Linked DNA regions of Mus musculus: region 2 is linked to region 1. The links are chromatin contacts, called in public promoter capture Hi-C maps. All regions are on one chromosome and are shown on one strand. Each heading gives the region's core, a stretch centred on a gene start, on an enhancer-like site or on the middle of the called end of the contact. The rest is flanking DNA. Distances are from core to core; before and after follow the strand shown.

Region 1 (4,160 bases), core at 231-2,730:
TTTATTTTACTGTTTATGTATGTATATTTTTTAGTCAATAATTATGTTTAAGAAAAATACATTTATTTTGAAAATAAGAATATAGACATGCTTACAAAGATGAAATCTCTATAAGTGTCCTTTGTGTCTGTGTGAGGCATATGTGTGTATGTATGGGTGGGTGACTGTGGATACATGTATGTGCAAGCATGTGAGGGGACCACAGGACAACTTCAGGTGTCATTCCCCAGTCACTAGCCATCCACTTATTTGTTCATTTGCTCATTTACTTATTTATTTTCAAGACGTCTGTAACTGGTCTGGAGCATATCAAGTGGGTTAGACTGGCTGACCAGTGAGCCCCAGGGAATTGCTATCTATGTCTCCAGAGCTCTAGGATAACCATGCCTGGCACTGATGATGGTGCTGGTGATGGAACTCAGGTCTTAGCTCTTACACAGCGAGCACTTTACCAACTGAACTGTCTACGGAAGTCATAGTCTACAAAGTAGTACTCTTATCTGGGAGTTCTTCATTATGTTTCGGTCCTTGAAAGAGTTTAATATGAAAGTAAATATGCCAATCTGCCATGAGACAGGCCAGGTAAAAGTCCTTGGCTGGAGCTCAGACAATGCTGAGGAAACTTGTATTAGGACCACCAAGATGTTTCTGGAAGAATGTTAACAGACATGATGACTGCTTGGAAAGGGACATCACCTTGCTTCTATTTCCATCAGCTAGCCACATCCAGCTCCTTAAATGTGTTCTATTCTTAGCTGTCATTCTTTCTACATGCTAACAAGCCAACTGTGGTTGTCTTCGTCTCTCGTCATATTTGGGAGGGGCGAGGGAAGCCTGATGAAAATCCAGTAATCCATGGGATAATATTTCCAGAGGAGATAGTTTAGTTCATTTAGACCTGGGTAGAGGCACTCTCCTACCTGCCCGTCTACTTAGCATGAAGCCATGGTCAGGCAAGGATTTTGCTGACAGTGAGACAACCCCTCTAGACACCCGAGTGTGGTGGTGTAGGCCTGCAAACTCAGCAATTTAAAGGTGGAGCCAGGAAGACCGGGCACTTAAAGTCATCCTCCACTGTTTGGTGAGTTTGAGGCTAGCCCTGACTATATGAGACCCTGTCTCAAAACAACAATAATAAACAACCAAAAAATTTTGAATAGTGCTAGCAATTTGGCCTATTTGTCAAAATTATAGATAGAAATGTCTCCTTCCACTTGCCTTCTGGGTTAAGGGACCACCCCACCTCCCACCCACCCACCCCCAGTCATCACCATACATTTTTCCATGAAGTTGTATGGCGAGCCTGTTCCAGCCGGACTCAGCATCTGAAGGCAGGAAGAGCTGATGCAAACAGCCCAAAAGTGTTAGTCAAGGACTGGGGAGACAACAGGAAGCCAAGGGACATTTCTCTCCACGGCTGAACCATGGCAATGGTGCCTCTCAATTACAGTCACCCATTCAGTGGTCCTGACGGAGCCTCCTACTGCCCGGCACTTTCCTATACACCGCGGACACAGCTGTGGATTCAGCGACACAGTTGTGCCTGACTGATATGCAACCGTGCAATTTAGGAAGAATGCGGTTGATTTTTTTCTTCTACCCTCTCATCAAAACCCAGTCCAGAGTCCTGACTTGACAGCAGACGTTTCACTTTCCAGTGGAACCTGCTTTGTACTCAAAAATTCTGATCGTTCAAGGAAAACGAGCTTTATCTGTGCGGCAGTTTGCCCTGTCCGTAGGCTTCCCAAGCGGCCCCCTCCTGGATAAAGAACTAAATTCCAGGAAAAGGCACACCTTCCCTACAGTCAAAATCAAGCCCTGGTGATATTAGGCTTGCACAAATTGAAATGGGGCTAAAAGCTCAGATGTGAATTCTCGGGTTTCTTGCTAAGCTGGAAGCTTTTACCGGGCTCGGCTCGCTTTAAATTGAGAGGCAGAGTTTAGACCCTTTTGTTACTTAAGAGACTGAGCAAATTAGCAAGTCCGAAGAGGCAAATCTTTTTTGATTACTGAACTATTACAAATGCCCTCTGGCCAAAGGATAACCTCTCTCCAGAGGGAAGTGTTCAGCGGGACCTCTGCTTACATTCATAAAGTCTGTTAAAGCAAATCTCTCACATTTCCATTAAGTCGGTAAATTACTTCTAGGGGTAGAGAATAAAATGCTGGTGGGGAAATGGATGGGCCATATTAATGATGGGAGGTGGGGCTGCAGAGGTGGAAGAATGGTTGCTGCCTTCGCGAGGCAGAGATTTGCCAGCCTTTCTCACGGGTTGGGCTAAATGTAAATGATGTCACCTTTCTTCCCCTTAAGTGAGAGGAAGCCAAAGTTATCTGGCTAGGGAGGCTTCACAGAGCGCGTTGAGCAGCTGACATTAAAATGACTACGGGGTTATTTCTTTTCCATATCTATTCTCCTGGAAATTTTTTCAAGATTTTATTGTAGATGGGGGGAGAAATGCATAATGCTTTGGGAAACAAAGCCTTAGCTCCGTCTCGTTCCTGGATTATTGCCATTCTATCTCAGCTCTGATTGAAATCCGAGACTTTGTATCGAAGCCTTAATGAGATGCTGGCAAATATCTTTCTGCCCCACTGGAAATGTAATCTTTCTATTGAACATTTTGTCCTAGTGAATTTCATCTGCAAGAGCATTTTACATTTGAATCAGAGAGGTCACTGCTGGGGTGCGGAACACAGGGCTGGCTCAATTCCATATTGGGTGAAATTGATCCCCAAAGGTGTGGAAAGTAGATCAATGGCTCAGAGCAGCTAATTAGTTCATTGTTTCATCCAGAAGATTAAAGTCAGAATACCATTCTCCAATGTGCTGTTTCTAGATATCAGACTTTCCCTCATATGTACAAACCCTGACAATCTCTTATCCACAATGTCTCCCAAGAATGCTGGCTTATTATGCTGGCTCTTAATGCATATTTCTATTACACTGACTTAAGGAAACTCACGCATGTCATAAGAGTTGTTCCTAAATAGGCCATATTTTTCTATACCTTTTTCCGGCTTTGTGTGAACGAAGTAGACCATGATGCTGTGAACTGCTCTCTCCCTTGTCCAACCATCGGTATTTTCTGAGCCTTTGAACACAGTTAATCATCACGTAAACTACTAAATTGTCCTCTCCTTTGCCCAGGATGAGGTAGCAGAGAAGGAAGGGTCTAGCTAGAGATCTTGTTCAGATAAAAAACAATAGCCAAATATATTTGCTCTGGTAGTTAAATAATTGATTTCATGTCTGTAAGCAATAAAGCATATCATAGTAGAAAAAGGTATCCACATATGCATGCATACTGACGTATGCACGCTGCTGAGGGAAATGTATTCTCGAAAATATAAAAACTGTTGCTTTTCATGCTGTGCTAATATCAGGAGGCTGAGCATTTAACTGCCTCGAGGAATGGCATTTACATGGAGATTTGCAAATCAAAAAGGCTTGGCACAGCCTCCTTTGAATTCACTTGAATACTGGACACTCACTGCTTTATGCAATATGATCAATTTAATCAAAAGATGAATAGAACTACTAGAGAGATTTACCTATATTAATAAACCAAAAGATTAGGCTACAAAACCAATTATTAGGCCTCCAGGTGTGGAAGGAATTCAAGAAAGTGAGCGGCAAGGAGAAGATTGACGATTTTTTACTTTAGTTAAAATAAAATCTATTACATTTCAGAGTAGTAAATTTTCTGCCAGCCTAGTGTAAGCTGGCTATGATGATCATTTGGAGAAAGAGGGGGAAGTTTTTCTACAAGCAAAATACATAACTTATAAAATGTTTTAAAGGACATATTGAAAGTTGTAGTATTTACTAAAATGGCATAATATAAATATTTTGAACCCTCAATTCCACTGAGAAAGGAGTTTAGTGAAAAGATTTACAGGAATTGAGTCGCAAATATCATGAAATTTTGTTTATAGAAACGAAAATATTGAAGAAGACTAAGAATCCCATGCTGGTTTGGCTGTTATTGTATAGAATGTATATGTTTGTAGCATAGAGTAGCCTCACTCGCCTGTGAAGTCACAGACATCAATCCCCATCTCCAAACAAACATATAGATTCTATAGAGTGGAACAGTAGGAAGCTATTAAAAATGATGTTACAGAAATATAACTAAAAAAATACATTTATTGAGATG
Region 2 (3,989 bases), core at 1,241-3,740, 300 kb before region 1:
GCTGAAGGACAAGGGCTCTTGGAACTAAACAAAAGCAAATTCATCCTGTTGACAGATGCTGCTTACATCAAAGTACTAAGGAACTCTCCCGGCTCCCAATTTTTAAAAACAATTAGTACCTTTCTACAAGCCACACATTGAAGACAAAGTTAAGTTTTTTAATCAGTCATAATAAACATGATTAAATCTGTTCTCAGAGAGTTTCAGCTCAGCTAGGAACGGTTTTAGTGTGCTTTTAGCTCTGGGCCTTGCCAAACAGTGGCTTATTCACTCCCATGGACATGTCTGGAAGGCGAGCTGGGCATGCCATCAGCCCCCTCCTTCCAGGGGTTAACTGCTCTGGCTGCCAAATAAAATACAGAGCGAGCCATGTAATTATGGAGACAGTCAAAGGGCAGGCTCTATTTTGAAATCTATTTGCACAGACAAGGTCTTCCAATTGAACTTACAGGAAACAAGCTGGTAAAGAAACCCCTTCCCCAGATGCCGTCCACACTTTTTCTCCACTTCAGGAAGTCATGGATATGGACACCATCCACCGCCGCTTCCTGCATCTCAAGCTAAGATGCCCTTGTGGAGAGAAGAGCGGTCTGTTTCACAAACCTAGAAGGATCATGGGGGCGGGGGGGGGGGGCAGCTAATTAACAGCACTTGGAATCGGTCTCTAAATGGTAAAGCTACAGTGTTTGTTAAACATTTCTAAAGAGGGCACGGGCCCAGTTGGTATGCAGGTGTGGGGAGAAACAGCTCATTTTCCTAATGTCCAAAAGAAAGCACAGAGTTGAGTGTAACAGAGACTGCTACAAGGACTTGTAGGAAATAAGGATTCTACCTGACATCCCACAGGCCCATCCTTGCAGTTATTTGTAGATAAAACTATTGACTACAGTCATGAAGATCCCATAGGACGGAAAGGACATATGCCAACTTTCGAGTGACAGAATTGGAAAGACTTACTTTTATCCTGGCTGCTTATATTCGAAGGTGACCACGTCTGTGAGGACAAGTTGTCTGAACAATAAAATAGGGTTGGCTGCCATTACTGATACAATGAGTGGCCTGATGAAGGCAAGACAGGCAATAGTCTATGGAGGTCAGCGCCATCACCCAGGCCCGGGAGCCCTGGCTCTAGAGAAGACAAACTAAAAAATCAGTCGCATGTAGAACATTTCTGAGGAAAGGATGGCTTGGGTGCCTGGGCACCCAAGTTCAATAATAACGATCAAGAATGGTTCCCAGGTCAAAGCAAACAGGACTCTGTGCAAGGCTCCCTCAGAAGTTAGCTCGGTGCGACATCCTCCCTCCTTTTAAAAACTGTATGAGCAGCAACTGACATAGCATAACACCACTGACCAGCTCAGAAACAATTCAGGAAAAGGCTTCAATTTGCTTCTTTAGAAAAATCAAATTTGAGGATGGAGTGATTGCTCAATGGTTAAGAGCACTGGCTGCTCTTCCTGAGGACCTGGGTTCAATTCCCAGCAACAACACGGTGATTCACAGCTGTCTGTAGCTCCAGTCTCAGGCTATCTGACACCCTCTTCTGGCTTCCCTGTGCATCAGGTACTCACATAGTACACAGATAGACAAGCAAACAAAATACCATAAGCATAAAAAAATCAATTTGATAATAGGATTATTCACTAGTAGCTGCCACCAGGACCTAAGGATCTTTACTTCAACAACAAGCACCTTCCTACTCTAGGGAAACAGACACACCCTCCACCTATACTACACATACAGATCAATAAACACTTGTACTTACTAATGGAGACCCGTGTTGGTGGGCTATGGGGTGTGTGTGTGTGTGTCTGTGTGTGTGTGTGTGTGTCTGTGTGTAACTTTTAGGCTAGCTTAACCACAGCTAAGGGAAGAATGCCAAAGATTTTGGCAAAAACTAGATGTCTATCATTTGGCAGATCAGGGGAAGTGACTTAGAAATGATCCATTTCTATAGGGAAATACAACACTGCATGCAATGAAAAGATAAAAAATATTTACTTCAAGTTGAAATCTCAGCTCATCTTATATAGACTACAGATCAGAAAATACCGAGTTACAAGGAAATAGTGTATGCCGAGCAAAGCCATTGTCTCTCAGCTGAAGTTTAGAGAAAAGAAGCTTTTTCGCAGTTCAACAATACGTACACTCAGGCCACTTCTTGGACAAAGAAATACTGTACCCTTCTAGGGAGGAATAAAGGGGCTGTTTATTGGAGCCTTGTTAAAATGTAATAATTCATTCCAGTTAAGCCCTGTGAAAAATGTCATCAAAATATCATTTTCTTTGCCAGATTTTCTGGATGCCGTAGTATCATTTAAATACAGCTGAGTGAGAGAGAGAGAGAGAGAGAGAGAGAGAGAGAGAGGGGCTCTGACCAGAGTGGAAAAAGGAACCAAAGCAAATGTGCTGTCAGAGTAGCGTAGGAGCATTGCACACAGGCCTGGGACCCAGGGAGCACACACTTCCGAGCCAGCCAGAACATCTGGCAGCTTTCAGCTCTCTGTAGTCCAGAGGAACATTCCCGTTACCTCACACACCTCGGCTCAAGAGGAGGGTGATAGGACAATTTTATACTAAAGCACACAAATAGAAACCAGAAAGGGCAATTTCACAGAAATCACACATGGAATTCAATTTTAGAGAATGGCCATACAAAAACATCATGAGTTTAAAAAAAATGAGATAGTAAGAAAGTCCTTTAATTTTTTTTAAAAAATTTTTAAAGACTATTCATAAATACAGCTGTCATGTAAAATACTACTTAAAGTGTTAGTCATTTTGGGTTAAAATACCTAATAACAGAAGATGTGGGGACTTCCAGCAAAGGTACAGCTTTGATAAGAATATTTTTAAATTGTATTAAAGCATTTGATAAGAACATAATTTTAGTTTTTCATTTTATAACAATGTCAACTGCATTCTACCTTTGGGTTCCTTCCTTCCTTCCTTCCTTCCTTCCTTCCTTCCTTCCTTCCTTCCTTCTTGATATACTATGTAAAGTTACTATTTTACAAGCAAGTGATTGTTCTGAAACAACTTGGACCTATAGCAATATCAGCACACACAAAAATCTCCCGAAGTCCCCATCTGAATTCATGCTTAATGCATCTTCACTATACAACACCAAATGAAAGAAAACATTGGGATGGGAATCTTTGACAGTCTTAGGAATCGTCTCTGCTGTAATCCACGGCGGGAGGCGTGGTGGGAAAGGGTGTCAATAGCCACAGCCCAAAATGGAAAAGCAAAAGCCTGAGGGAGCCCTATCCAGGCTTCCATGGCCGAGACTAAACAGACTCAAGACAACAGAAGCCAAGATCACGCATCAAGGAGCTAACTTCAACAAACAAACAAACAAACAAACAAAAACAAAGAGAAATTATATAAAAGCCTTTTTCAGTGCAAGGAACAATATGCAATTTTTCTCAAGATGGCTTTGAATTTGGTATAGCTACATTGCCACAAGTAATTTTTATCTTCCATTCAACTGGGTAGACTCAGTTGACCATATGAATAAAGACACATTTGACAGTTTTATGCACCAATATAAAAAATTAACTGTAGTCTGCTTCCAACCTAAGTGTAGCTACTGCTGCCGCCGCTTCTTCCTCTTCCTCCTCCTCCTCTTCTTCCTCTTCTTTTCTTCTTTCTTCTTCCTCTTTTTCTTTTAAAAGATGTTTTAAAACAATGTCGATTCTGTTTTAAAAGCTAAAAACTAAAACCAATAAAATGTATACTCCTTATTTATATGTGGCTGGGTACTTCTCACATCTGGAAATAGCACTTGAGAACTTCTGCTGGAAATGTTGGGAATATTGCTCACATTTAGTGGAATGATAAATTCATCGTGTTTTTTTAGATTAATATTTAATAATATTCCCACAGACCTGAAATATCTGATGTATAAAATATCTGAAAAATATTTACTGTCTAATATTATATGTATTGAACACTTTTTGAGGTTTAATTCCACCAGAATGTCAAAA

What was found. Promoter capture Hi-C pulls out the DNA fragments that hold promoters and counts their contacts.
Region 2: a promoter capture Hi-C map of cranial neural crest shows a contact between it and region 1. The contact joins two enhancer-like sites. A contact is called at or near these places in 2 of 39 promoter capture datasets (cranial neural crest and hippocampal neurons) and 1 of 484 Hi-C or Micro-C datasets (bone marrow-derived macrophages).

The regions. Positions count from the first base shown.
Region 1 is chr2:71,189,916-71,194,075 of GRCm38.p6, reverse strand. No RefSeq gene overlaps it. Among named protein-coding and RNA genes, the nearest start is that of Dync1i2, 20 kb to the left of the region's middle. Within about 2 kb of position 1,480, at least 11 of the 459 cell types and tissues checked have an H3K27ac peak or open chromatin away from gene starts, as enhancers often do.
Region 2 is chr2:71,495,857-71,499,845 of GRCm38.p6, reverse strand. All of the region lies in intron 1 of Metap1d (methionyl aminopeptidase type 1D (mitochondrial)), which reads right to left. Among named protein-coding and RNA genes, the nearest start is that of Dlx1, 32 kb to the left of the region's middle. Within about 2 kb of position 2,490, at least 13 of the 459 cell types and tissues checked have an H3K27ac peak or open chromatin away from gene starts, as enhancers often do.